3 separate regions of the Zea mays genome follow, and all the other regions are linked to region 1. Evidence: chromatin contacts called from public Hi-C data. All regions are on one chromosome and are shown on one strand. The core of a region is the stretch at or near the end of the contact, and the rest is flanking DNA. Distances in the headings are between cores, read along the strand shown. Region 1 holds the start of LOC100381432. Region 2 holds the start of LOC103633431 (putative RNA helicase family protein). Region 3 holds the start of LOC100273934.

The links. Hi-C and Micro-C count contacts between places; a contact is called where the count stands out from the background.
Region 2: a Hi-C map of ear shows a contact between it and region 1, with 2.8 times the contacts expected there. The contact joins the promoter of LOC103633431 here to the promoter of LOC100381432 in region 1. A contact is called at or near these places in 3 of 25 Hi-C or Micro-C datasets (ear, seedling and tassel).
Region 3: a contact with region 1 is called in a Hi-C map of bundle sheath, with 2.5 times the contacts expected there. The contact joins the promoter of LOC100273934 here to the promoter of LOC100381432 in region 1. A contact is called at or near these places in 7 of 25 Hi-C or Micro-C datasets (bundle sheath, ear, leaf and 2 more).

Annotation. Positions count from the first base shown.
Region 1 is chr7:175,664,989-175,669,464 of Zm-B73-REFERENCE-NAM-5.0, reverse strand. It overlaps LOC100381432, which reads left to right and starts at 1,570. Exons shown (of 5, transcript NM_001174273.1): 1 at 1,570-2,573. The coding sequence starts at 1,890. It overlaps LOC103633435, which reads left to right. Exons shown (of 2, transcript NM_001149706.2): 2 at 329-569. The coding sequence ends at 416.
Region 2 is chr7:175,281,250-175,285,787 of Zm-B73-REFERENCE-NAM-5.0, reverse strand. LOC103633431 (putative RNA helicase family protein) reads left to right here and starts at 1,533. Exons shown (of 3, transcript XM_020541022.2): 1 at 1,533-2,635. The coding sequence starts at 1,727.
Region 3 is chr7:175,264,915-175,269,410 of Zm-B73-REFERENCE-NAM-5.0, reverse strand. It overlaps LOC100273934, which reads right to left and starts at 2,146. Exons shown (of 6, transcript NM_001148326.2): 1 at 1,728-2,146; 2 at 1,375-1,461; 3 at 1,174-1,272; 4 at 881-1,082; 5 at 660-784; 6 at 1-563. The coding sequence starts at 2,012. The coding sequence ends at 324. LOC100274924 reads right to left here. Exons shown (of 2, transcript NM_001331157.1): 2 at 3,718-4,102. The coding sequence ends at 3,989.

The DNA of each region.
Region 1 (4,476 bases), core at 321-2,820:
TTCCAAGCACAACAGGTTTTAGCATAAGATGTAACCGTAATCAGCCTTGAGAGATGCAAATTGATCCTCAGCCCTTGAAGAGAATTTCCATAACAGCTGTTCTACTTGCTTGTATCTTTGAACATCTGATGAAGCTTTTTAGTGCGAGGTGTTCGGATTGTGTTTCAGCCTGACGTGAAATTTAGCCGTTTTTGTTCACTACTTTTAAGTTGTTGAAAACTAGTGTGTGGACAGCAAATATGTCTGCGTCCCTGTTGATTTAAAGATGGTCGCACCATTTGGTTTCCGAAATATTGACCTCCATGCCCTGTTGTTTTGGCTCCTACAGATTCAAGCCCTATCCTCTCAGGGTGGCCATGCTGACGACCATCTACGGGTTCGGTCTTCACAAGTGGTGGACGTACGTATCTAGCTAGCGGAGTGGGTCTTCACAGCATGACCGACGAACCCGAAGGTTGAAATATCATTGATTAGGTTGTAGCCAAGTTCCTCTTTTTTTTGTTGTTGGATTGGAAGAAGCAAAATACTGTGACAGCGCCTTGTCATATATCATCAGTTCTTCACTGTGATCATGAGATTAGCCAGCTGTTCTAATGGGGAGCGACCCTCGACACAAATTGATATATGTAGCGTAACTAGCGATCTTCCATTCGCGCTGCTGCTGCTCTTTGATCGCCGTCATTGCTTCTGAAGGACTATTGCTTCTGAAGGACTATGAATCTTACAGTTTGCTCGTACCCTGTATGTTCTGCTTGCTTGGGTCTCCAGGAGATCGGTTCAGCAGCCCGAGTGAAGTTGTTTTGGTCATTTGGTGTGAGTGGTGTTGGGTGGTTTATTACTAGGCTTGAAGCTAGGCGTCGTTTGACAGAGATCCTCAAGTCTCCTTCATGGTGGGGCCGGCGATGGGACGCTGCAGGTATTTCTTCTTCCCCAAAATGCCCCGCGACTTTCCAATCCATCTGTGCATGCCTCAGCCTCCATCTGTCTGTCCATCATGCATGCACCAAGACCCTTGTCGTACCAGCGCCCTGAAGACAACCCAACCCAGATGGTCGCGGATGATACTTGGCTCACCCTCGAAGTCACACCAGCCCTGCTGGGCCGATGTGGTATTTGAGGAGCCCTCCAACGGGAAGTTATGAAAGATCCGGCGATTGCAAGGTCGGATTATTTGTCGCTTTCGACTTCCTTTTCCCGTTGCGGTGGACGGCGTTCTCGGAACGCTGGTCCGGCAGGGCGGCCTGTGCGCGGCAGGTGCCAGACCAAGAGAGTCGGGCCGGCTCGCGTCGTTTTCGTGACTCGTGAGTCGTGACCTGGTGTGTTGAGCGCTGGGGCCTGGGTGGGAGCCACCAGGTATGGGTCTCTTCCTTGGCTCGCACTCAGATCGGTTTCGATGCGTTTCCTCCGTCGACAAGGCGCTTGCTTGTCCAGTCTGCAGGAACCAGGAACGGGGCTGGTGCTGGTCCCAGCCAGTTTCTCTCTGTCTCTCCCTCTCCGTGCATGGGCCCGCCCAACTTGCAAATATTTGAAGGCTTGCAGTGATGTTCCACTGCGTCGGGCAGGCTCGGCCGCTCGGGCACAAGGAAGGCTGGCTGGTGCAAGTAAAGTATTATTACCGCTACCGCCACTTCACCACGCCGTGACAGAACAGAGTGACACTTCCTCCTAGAGTCCTAGCGTTTCGTTTTTATTACGCGGTGATGGTGAATGATGAGGAGCATCATCTGGACTGAAACCACCCCAGGCCCCGACTCCGGCCAATAACCACGCAACCGCCAAGATTAGCAGAACCCCAGGATTAACCAGGCCACCCCCGCGCTCCAGCCTCCCGCGCCCGGGCCGCCCTCGGGCCCTTCCCCCCTCCCCGCGCGATCGCCGCCGCAGCATCAATGCCTCCACCTCCGCCGCCGGCCGCCTGCAGCAGGGGGCGGTGCAGCGCGCTCAGCTTCGCGGCGGCGCGGGACCGCTGCTTCAGCCACCGCTTCCGCAGGGCGGGGCTGCGCCCGCTCGCCGTGCCGCTCCCTGGCCCGGGCCCCGACGCCGACCCGGCCACCACCGTCCACATGTGGGTGCCCGCGGGCCCGCCGCCGCGGAACCCGCTGCTCCTCCTGCACGGCTTCGGCGCCTCCGCCACGTGGCAGTGGGCGCCCTACCTCCGCCCGCTGATCGCCGCCGGCTTCGACCCCATCGTGCCCGACCTCCTCTTCTTCGGCGCCTCCTGCACGCGCCTCCCCGACCGCTCCGACGCCTTCCAGGCCTCCGCCATCAAGGCCGCCATGGACGCCATCGGGGTCCCCAGGTTCGGCCTCGTCGGCGTCAGCTACGGCGGCTTCGTCGCCTACCGGATGGCCGCCATGTTCCCTGAGGCGGTCCACCGGGTCGCCCTGGTCTGCGCCGGGGTCTGCCTCGAGGAGAGAGACCTGGCGGAGGGCCTCTTCCCCGTGGCCGGGATCGGGGAGGCCGCCGCGCTGCTCGTGCCGCACCGCCCGGAGGAGGTGCGCCGCCTAGTCCGCCTCACCTTCGCGCGCCCGCCCCTCATCATGCCCTCCTGCTTCCTATGGGACTACATCAAGGTTGGTTTTGGTTACTACTGCCACTACTCGGTTTCAGTCTTCAGTGTTTGGATTCTGTCAAATTTTATTTGAAATTTACATTCAATCCGTTACATACTTACATTACACGGTTATAGGACATCTGGTGGGATTATAAAATCACGTTAGGGCTCCCACGTGTTCTCCTCAACCCCCCTCATCTATGTGCTTGGGTGAATTTTCGTAGAATCTAAACTAGATTTCACACTAATCTGCTCTAATACACGTAACTGCGTTGGATTGTAGTATTTCACTTCTCTCTGGTGCACCATGCACGTGAAAAGTGGGGCCAAGTAGTGCTGCACCATATGATAGGGAAGGGACCTCGCTCGCTATACTTGGAACGATTTTCAGCTGGAATGGTTCCTAGATATGGAATCCATCCATGTTCACTAGATCCTGTTCCCAGCCGGTTTGGTTCGATTCCAGTTGTTCGCTGATGTAGCTCCAATCCGGGCTCAGGAGGGAGTGAAAAGTGTGGAATGTCTTGGTTTTATTTCGGATCAGGCCTATCCGAATAGTCATTTAAAGAGTCGGTCCTAATTTCAATCCGGACCAAATCATTTCAGATGGATCGGGGCGTGTCCCAGTCGGTTGTAGGCCAAACCGAACAAGGCCGTACCAGTAGTCAGCAGACTCGTAGCAGAGTAATTGATAATTCACTAGATATTTTATTTGTGATCATCTTCTCAATTTCCTGGATTAGAATTTTTGTGGACGCTGGACACTATAGAGTTCTGACCAGTATTTCACTTAATATGGTTAAGGTTAACACGTATATTTGGTAGAGCCGACAAAGCCTCACAAAGCTTACACGTGTCAATACCATGGGAGCATATCACCTTTTGGCCTTTGTCCTTGTTCTCTTATTTGCATGTTATTCCCTTCTGTGGAAGGCAGAGTATGGACAGAATTACCAGCAGCCATTTGCACGTGCAAGGCCGGTGGTGGCCTGTGAGTGGTGACACCCAATCACATGGCGTTCCCATGTAAACTGAAATAACCACTGGATTTATACTTATATAGTTGTTATGTTCTTTGAGATTTTCCTAAGTATCATGCCAGAAATTTACTTGAAGTTGAAGTGCCGATTTCCTTGAAGCAGAGCGAGCCTTGTTCACAAATCCTTCTCCAAATAAAGTTTAAATTGCTTTTATCTGATGATTCGTTAGGGATTTCGAACATTTTTAAGTATATGCATGAAGCTTGGCTCGTTATCTGAACTTTAAATTCTTTTGCAAGCGAACATTTTTTTTTCCTGAACACGTAAGTTCGTTACATGATGTGCCTCATCATTCTTTATTCCAAAGCTACTTTCTTCCCTCCTAAAAGACTCTACAAAGCTACTTCCCACTTTGCCTTTTCTTTTGACAAGGGCTTACTTCCCTTCTGATCACATGACTGGAAGGATAACTAAAACATCCTTCTGGTAGTGGCTCGGTGGTTATCTAGCTGCTGGCATAAGAGCAGTTTTTTTTACGATCTGAGTGCATTTCATAAGCTTACACATTTATAAGATGTACACTAGTAACATGGATGTGGTGCTTAAAAGGATTTTTTTATATACATCAAACAATGTAGCAACGAACTAGTGGGGTTAATTCCAAGTAAGGCCTTGTTCCCATTTCATATAGATTGAAGTGGATTGGGAGGGATTGAGATGGATTTTGACTTGATATAGATTTAAACCGACTCAACCCATCCAATCCACATGGATTGATGTCAAAACGAACAAGCCCTAAGGGCCTATTCAGTTCCTGAGATTGGTGACCCGGAACGATTGCTAACCGGATTGCTTACCAAATTTATTTAAGGTTTGATCAGTTAGAACGATTTCGGGTGAATTCTGGCACTGACGAGCAGGGCTTAAGGCCATGTTCGTTTG
Region 2 (4,538 bases), core at 284-2,783, 380 kb after region 1:
TAACCTCCAAATGTTTTTGATTCGCATCCAATCCAATCCTAAATTGTTTTTATAGACACATCCAACTATATACATTAGGTGGAAGGACTATATACATTTTTAAGTGATCAGTTTTTCCTAAAACACTATCCGAGTCTTTGGCAAGACTACAACTCTTTTAGTCTCTTGAGGCTTTTATCTGGAAACCACACTAAACAACCGTCTTATAAATACAAATACTAGGCTCTAGCTTTTGGCTTGACTCTTACCGCAGAACCGTGCCAAACAACCATGGATGGTACTACTCATTGCAAAGAGCTAGAACCTTTTTTTTTATTGCGTCGAAACCATGAAAACATGCCTTCCCTTAGCTGACCACACTTGACAAAAACAATATTACAAAACTGATTTAAAGCTATTTTAGCTAATTTTTTCAAAATGACTTTAGTTTCATCATAGAATCTGTTCTCTAAGAGAAACCATAGGAGTCAGAGTATTTGCCAAATTGACGCGAAGAATCCACAATCTTGACTTTAACATGTGTAATTAATCTTATGTGCATAACTGATCTAACCATTAAATGAACTTTGTTTTTAATACAACGTTGATTAGTTTTAGCACTAGAATTGAATTACACTATTCACAAAAATATAGATTAACTGAATAATAACTAGCAAAGGGCAGAATATGGAAATTCTGATTCACAGGCCGAATTCACATTTTAAAAGGAAATATAATAAATGGTGTCTTCAAGACCATGATATGCTGTCTTCAACCCGTCATCATGGTTAAATGAAAATAATTAAGATACGCTACATTATCTTATCTTATCTTATCTTATCACTAGTACTAGATTATACTCTCTTCGTATAAAAAATTTATAATTCTATGTTCAAATTTGTCAAACTTTCTAAATCTCGATCTACTTTATAAAAAATATAAATTTGTAACTTTGATTATAATTATAAGATAATATTAACAATTATAGTGTATACTCCATCTATCCTAAAATTCCTAAAATATTATTCGTTTTAGCTCTTGTTTTTATGTCTATATTCAAATAAATGGTGATAAATCTAAACAAATATATAAAATATACATAAATATTGTACAAATCTATTAATTATTTAAAATAAATTTTAATTTAGGATAGAGAGAGTATTTAATATTATTAGATAAATCATCGAATATATTTTAATAACAAAGTTTATTGAGATATAAATATTACTACTATTTTTCTACAAATCTACCCAAATCTAAAAAAATATAATTAAAAGGTGTTTGATTAGCAAGAATCTTATAGCGAGAGTACCAAGGGTATATTTTTTCTTAAATAAAGGCAACGTTTCAGCGCGTATAAGTTTTTTAGAACATGTGATCTTGTCGGTTGCTGAGATCTTCAGCTACAATTCGGTTCCGATGCAAATCTTGTGAAATCACTATGTTTCCAAACCTTTTTTTAATAAAAAAAACTTGTAGCAGGTACCGTGGTCTTTTTAAAACAAAGATGATCACGACATACATATACGATAAAGAAATACACGAACTAAAACGTGCATGATCAGGGTGCCGCGTTGAGTTTAAGATCGGACTCTTGTCATCTTTCACCTTTTCCTGTTCCCCTCGTGTGTTCCCGGCGGCCTTTCCCCTTTCCCCTCCCAAAAACCTCTCCCAAACCCTTGGAACCTACGCCGCCGACGCCGCCCTCGCAGCCACCACCGCCGCCCTCGCAGCCACCGCCGCAGCAATGCTCCGATCTCAGGACCGCCGACCCTTCCGCCCGCCGGATCGGGCTCCACGGCCTCCCCACCCCCACCGCGACCAGCACAACCACAACGAACACCGGTACCAGCCTCTCTCCCACCCCCACATCGACCGACGCTACAGCAATGAACACCGGTATCAGCCCCGCGGCCAGCATCAGCGCGGTTGCCACGTGCAGCCGCCCCTTCGCCCGTCGCAGTTCGAGGTATTCCTCGTCCGCCCGGGCCCCGATTTATCCGCGCCGACCGCCATTGAGGTGGAGGCCCTCCTCGCGGGCCTCCCGTCGCCGGCCCCGGCCAGCATATCCGTCCAATCCTCCGGCCGCCATGCCGCGCGCCTCGTCTTCACCTCCATCCCGGCCGCCGCGGCCGCCGCGCGCGAGCTCTGGGCGCTCCGCCTCGAGGGGCTCCACCTCCTCACCCTGGACCTCCCGCACCCCGCCCTCGCCGCCCACGCCTCGCCGCTCATCGCCTCGCTCTTCGCCTCCCACGCCTCCCGCCTTCTTGACTCTGACATCATGGTCCTCTCGGCCGCCCGCTCTGCCGAGCTTGAGGCGTCCGTACGGGATGTAAAACAACGTCTGGGCTCGCCTAATCGATTCCGCGACTTCCATCAGCTAGACCTCGAGAAGAAGACACTGGAGTCTGAGAAGGAATTTGTCGACTCCAAAATTGCGGAGTACAAGGAGGCGATGTGGTCGATACAGCGGGCAATGTTGCGTGGATCGGGGGACAAGGAGGAGGGTGTCGACTTGTTTGCGGCTGTAGATGATGGGGAGGTGGACTTTGTTAAGGTGCATATGATGCTGCTGCGTGAGTGCCGGAGGCTTAAGGAGGGCCTGCCAATCTATGCATACCGCAGGAGGATTCTTAACCATATTTTCGCCAACCAGGTAACGATATATCATTTGAATTCACTATGTGCTTTTAATTTAGGGCTTGTTCGGTTATTGATATTACATGTGTATTGGAGTGTATTGGGTGGGATTGTGATGGATTTTGACTTGTTATGGATTTAAACCGGCTCAATCCTACCCAATACATGTGGATTATCACCAAAACGAACAAGCCCTTAAAGGGAATTGCAATGACATGTGAATTATTTGATTTTTTTGCTCAGTATGCTTACAACTGTAGAGAATTCTTGTGCCTATATTTTGGTTGCGAGTGCCTTCTTAGATTATAATATATGAGAGAAATTAAACTCCTCCCTTTTCTCTTAGAAAAAACAGGTCACTGTCGCACTTGTTTCCTAAAAAATCGACATCCTGATTTTGTTTGTAAGTTTGTGCCAGCCTTCGAACGGGCATGTGAAGGGGTTCCATTGACCCCCAGACTTCCAACTGTTTAACCAGTATAACCCAAGAGAAGTTGGCAGTCGTGTTCCTCTCCATGCCACTTCTGTTGGGCACAGCTGTGAAGTAGCGAGGTAAAAGATGATTTAGCCCCTATAGATAGAACAAAGCAAAGTTGTTTTTTGGTAAATGCATCTCCATGTCACAATGCAGTTGCAGCATATCTAAAGTTTTAAACACCAGCACAGCTTGCACGGCCATGCGTGCTTATGATTTTTAACAAGAGTTGGCTTACAATTTTGTTTTCCCAACTATGGAATAGTAAAAATGATGGCAAGAATCGACATCGATAACGTTTTCTGTTTCCTCATAATTCATACCCTCTCTGCATATGCAGATAGCTCCTCCCTCTCCCTTTTTCATTTTTTGTAAATACAGCAACACTTAGAACCTTCCACATGGCTAGATGAGACTCGATAGTTGGATGTTTCGTTATGTATGGTTCATAATGTCTGGTAAATAGCATGCACTACCTCCACCCGCAAAAAAAATGCAATTCTAGCACAATATCTTGTTAAAGTATCTTGAGTTTGGCTAGCTATACATAAAAAATATCAATATTTATAATATCAAATGAGTATCATTAGATTTTTCATCAGATATATATTTTCATACTGTACTTGGTGTTATAAACATTAATGTTTTTACCTATAAATTTGGTCAAACTTTAGACACACTAACCAAGAATGCACCTACAATTGCATTCTTTTGTGGATAGAGGTAGTATGGTTCTTGGTTCAATACTATAATACTGAAACTTTTACTGGAGTATTTGCGAAGAGGTTAGTACAGTAAGGAACTTGTAATTCCAACGCAAAGGAATTTTGTTTTGATTTCTGAGGGGGCAGCTTCGAGAAAAGTTTTTTTTGCCTCGTATGATGCACTCTGTTGTTTCATTAAAGAACAAGAGTGCAGAGCTATAGACCACCATTCACGCCCACTAAAAGACTTGGTGTTTGGTTTGAGGAATCACTCCATCCTAGATGAGGTAATGCGCCATTCTTCAAATTTGGTGGAATGACTTCATTCTCCATACTAGTACTATTTATTAGCTTGTGAGCAATGGGGTGGTGATGCATCAATCTATTCTATTCCACAAACCAAACAAAAAAGTGAGTAATAATATATGATGGACAGACCCATTCCTCAAACCAAACACGCTATTAGTTCATGGACACATTACAAAAATATAAGGAAAATGACCAAACAAGCCGAAGCTGGGAAAACCCTAGAGCAACTGTGCCAGTCCTCAGGCCCCAGTGGTACTCCATAAGGCACCTTTCTTTTATACAGCCCACACCACTAAATTTACATTTGGGGGTAGTGTTAAAAACATGATTGTTGCAGACTTGCAGTGTTTCCAAATCTCCCAAGTGACCAATATAATCAACGAGTTGAGCCCTTGTTTGTTTTCTTTCTCAATCTGTTTAATCACCCAAGA
Region 3 (4,496 bases), core at 897-3,396, 400 kb after region 1:
TCCTCACGTCTCCAATCTCATATCCACATATCTCCCCACAAATGCCTTGAGATACCGATAAAAAGGAAAAAGGAACAAAACAAAGGTGCCGGGGAGGAAGGGGATTCAAAGTTACTAGAGGAAGAAACGTTCCTCGTCACCTCTTTCGTCTCAGAGATCAACAGACTGCTTCTAACTTATTACTGTCACCATCCTCTGCTTGTTACAATGCTTCACTGGGTCCTTTTGTACCACTACTTGTTGCTCTGACAAACTCTGAGGTTAAGATGATCAATGCATAACCAAGCGCACAATGCGACACTGCCAACAGAGATTTGATCCACTCAGATTGGTGATATGCTTAGCCTTCTCCTCTTAGAAACTTGATTGTCGTTACTACTACTACTACTGATGTTGTTTGATTGCGATGATACTAGTCTTGCATCTTCACTCCTAAAGCTGAAGCATGTTGCATCCAGCACGCCAATCGGGCTCTGCGGCACTGAAGGGCTTCCATTGACGTGCCCTGTCTTCCTCACCAGCGCTTGCTCTTGCAACAGCTCATAGCATCTAGCAATCATCACCTGGAAACGGAAGACGCAAGCTTCGCACTTTGAGAAATTGTGTAAATGGCAACAGTTGAGTTGATCAGTTTTTTGCGCATGATAAAAGACATTCACCTTATTTATAGGGACTTCAGATGCTGAAAGAGCACTCGAGGAGCCAACAACCTGATTCTCAGAAACTGCTGCTAGAGCTGAGGCCGCGGCAATCTCAGATGGTCTGAATGACAAGAATGTAGAGCCTGTAAATCCATAGGCACACCCAAACATAGCGCCATCAGCAATGCAAGCAAGCGAATTGAACAGACGATGAGCGGCACGGAAAGAGCCAATTGAACCTTTGAGTGTGCCAATTATGATATCGGTGCACCGTGACGCTAGTGCCAAACTCGGCGGCTTCCCACCATTGAACTTGTCGAGGAAGTAGCTGATGAAAGTGAAGGGGGTCACAGCCTGCATTCTCCATTTCAGGGTGGCCAGCACAAGAAGCTCCATCCTCCCAATAGTCCTTGCTTCGAACTCAAATTTCACATCGCAGACCTACCGTGCAGCATCAAGTTTTAACGATTTCATCAACCAATCAGTGAACAGTTATCTGATACCACAATGCTCTAATTTCCCCTTCACCCACCTGAAGGTCCACAGGAAGAGGGAGCACGGTCTCCTCCATCTTGACAGCGAGTGCTAGGCAAGCAACTGACAACAACTGTCGCATCCAAGGCTTATCGTGCTACAGCAGCAAGGACAGACAAAATACAGAGAGAGCATCCATTAGTAAGAGATTAACTGGACGCAGCAAGCAGACAACCAGTGTACATGCTCAGCTCCTTACTGGGAGATCATATGAGGAGAGGAATCTATCCAGGTAATTCACAGCAAGGTAAAGACTGAGTGGTCCAAACCTGTAGTACGAATGGACCTGCAGAGATCAGCACCTCGTCAGTTTTCAACTTGAAACAGAAATTTGCACATAAAAAGGAGGCTCATTGCTATCGCGTCTCGTGACGATCGAATCGGAAACAGGCCACACGACGTAGGACACGCAGACAAAGCTGGGTCACGCAAAGTCAAAGAGAGATAATGCAACCACCTTCCTAAAATAAATCGATTTTGCCTACTAGAAAGGAGGAATAAAATGCAGGAGCGATTAGATACTAGAGAAGGTTTTTTTGTTTTCGGTTTCACCTTGCAAATCCAATCCATGGCGTCTCTCCTCCAGGAGTACTCCAATCCGCCGCGCTCCAGCCTCTCCGCATAGCCGTCTTGAGGCTTGTGGTCCGTCTCCTTCTCCAACAACGCCCGCACGGCCTCATCTGTGTCCACGGGGAACACGGCGCCGACGACGGAGTCCAAGCCGTCATGGCCGCTCCCCACCTCCACCAGCTCGTTGCCGCAGCCGAGGCCGAGTACGTTGTTCCTGTCCTCCCCGCAGAGCAGTGTGGAGGAAGCACCGAGGCAGAGGATTCCCATCTCAGTCAGTCAAAATCGTAGCAAACAGCGGCCTCCTACTGCTGAAGTACAGAAGTAGAACTAGCAGTACTGCTTGGCACTCGAAGAGAAATCGAGGCGACGATCTCTTTGGGTATGTTTTATAATATAGCGTGTGTTGGAAAATGGCAGAAGGGTAAAGTGAGAGTGAGGAGGGATCTCCCCAGTCCCCTCTGCGTGTTTGGGTGTCCACGGGTAAAATAGAGAATTGGTACGGTAGATGCTGGAGACAATCTGATAGCGACGTGAGATTTTAAGGGTAAATGAGTCAAACAAAAATAATTAGGAGATTTCGTGGCAGATTTTGTAGCCTAAGGATTATATTTTCGTTTTAGAAGTTCGGAGAACCATTTTGTTGACCAAAGTTAACTTTTATATTTTCCAATTCTAAACTAAAATACACCAAAAAAAATCGGACCGGTTTTTTTATCTCGGACCGGACCAAAAACAGCAAGTTTTATCGGTTTTTGTTCATGTGATGCTACAATAAATATTTGCTAATCATAGATTAATTAGACTATATAATACCCGTAAATTAGTATTTAAACGTTGGATGTGATAATACTAATTTTTAGTAAAAAAACCAAATAGTCAAATACCCTAGTCTTGGCTGTCATAAACAATCTTGGCCCAGTCCTCCTTCCCCGTCCAAGCGGCGTCCGAGCAATGACATCACATTGGCATAGCTGATACAGCTCCCTTCTAGATTCCTCAAATTGCTATGATTTTAGCGGGTTTGATGAATCTTGGAAGTTGATGGTGGCAAATGGTGGTCGGATGGGTTTCGATGTTTGAAAGTGTTGCACTAATACAAGTGATCTTCGATGGATTGGTTGTTGTTCAACAGAAGATAAAAGAGGTATTATTCAAGGTATACATGGGAGGGATTGTACATGTTACATGAATGTGAGAAATCATTACCTTTAAATTATTTATTTTTCACACGCTACATTTTGGAGACATGATAAAGTCTGCTAATATGTGGTGCAAGTTTGTGTACATGAAAATAGGAGCAAAAATGCAGAATCTTGATATAAGCAAAATGATGATGTTCGCTTCGGATTAAAGCCAGTTGTTTATACTGATACAACTGAAATCTATAGAGACAAAAATATTGTAGGAGCACTAGAAGTTCAACCATATGCTCTTTTGTGTTCATATGTATACTATTGAGAATGTAAACTGCAATTGGGATATGCAATTTTTTCTACATGAAAATAGAAACAGAGAACCTTGATACAAGCAAAAGAATCTCAGTTTATCATTTGCTTTTGTATTCAGAACACGCTCCCTCTTTTGTAAATGTAATGAGGTCATTACTCATTAGCCTCTAGGCTAGAGTAAAATTTATGCAAAATATGTTATTACTGTTAAAATGGGCTATCATGTGTTAACTGTGTTATTTAATATCTCTGTCTTCTTTTTTCTGGTCTCGACTTTTTGAATAGTAAATAATAAAAAAAGAAGGAAAAACAGAGCTCTCATCCAAGCTCTCTCTTCAACGAAGGGAGGCCTCAGGTGAGATGAACGAAAGCTTGAGCAGACAGCACAAAACAACATAAGAACATGGCTGCCTCTGCCTGGTGGTGCTCCCAGACTCCAATGTGAGAGACGACTCAATGTAGTCTAGTAACGGAGCCGTTCCCCAGTTTCTTGACAGGCTAACAACCAACTAAACAGCTAAATAGGCAACAAAACAAAGAATATTATTCATAAGATTCTGGCATGCATACACTAGGACCAGAAACAACCACCAACTGCAGTACTTGAAAACGCTTTTGAATTCTCCAGGATTTACTAATTCAGCAGATTAAAACATGGGCAAAACCAAAATGCCAGGAACTGCATGTCCAGCTTCCATGATATGCACTCAAAGTGTCAAGCGATCTCACTAGCATTAGCTAACAGTATAGCCCTATTTCGGCCTGCAGATAATAGGATCTTTGCACTAGAGGACATCAGTTTCCTTCGTACTTCGGGTCTGCCATCACGAAGTGGTACGCAATAACCAAGACAAAGATGAAGATGCCCAGGAAATTGGCAAAGAAGCCCAGGTCTTGATCGTCAAACATCTGAAATTAAGAATGCAAACAGATTTTGGTTACCAGTAATATCCAGCAAGTTATGCACAATATTTTGGTAATTGGCAACAAGCGATTGAGGAATGTTTCACTCAATTATAATACAAAGCAGGACGCTAATGTGCAACCACGTTCGTCCACGTCAGCACAAAAAATAGCGTTCACACGATATTTTATCAACAGGTTTCAGGACTCCACACGCCGCGATTGTTCTAGAAGCCAAAGCGACTCGACAAACATTTATTATTCTAAAGAAGCCATGGCCCGGAGTCCCCCCTCCACAGACAAAGAGCCACGGTGGCAGCAGCTCGGCTGCTCGCCGCGCGCACTCCGGCAACGAAGGTCGACGCCTGCTCGCGTAAAGTAAGGCGACCCATCTAACGCG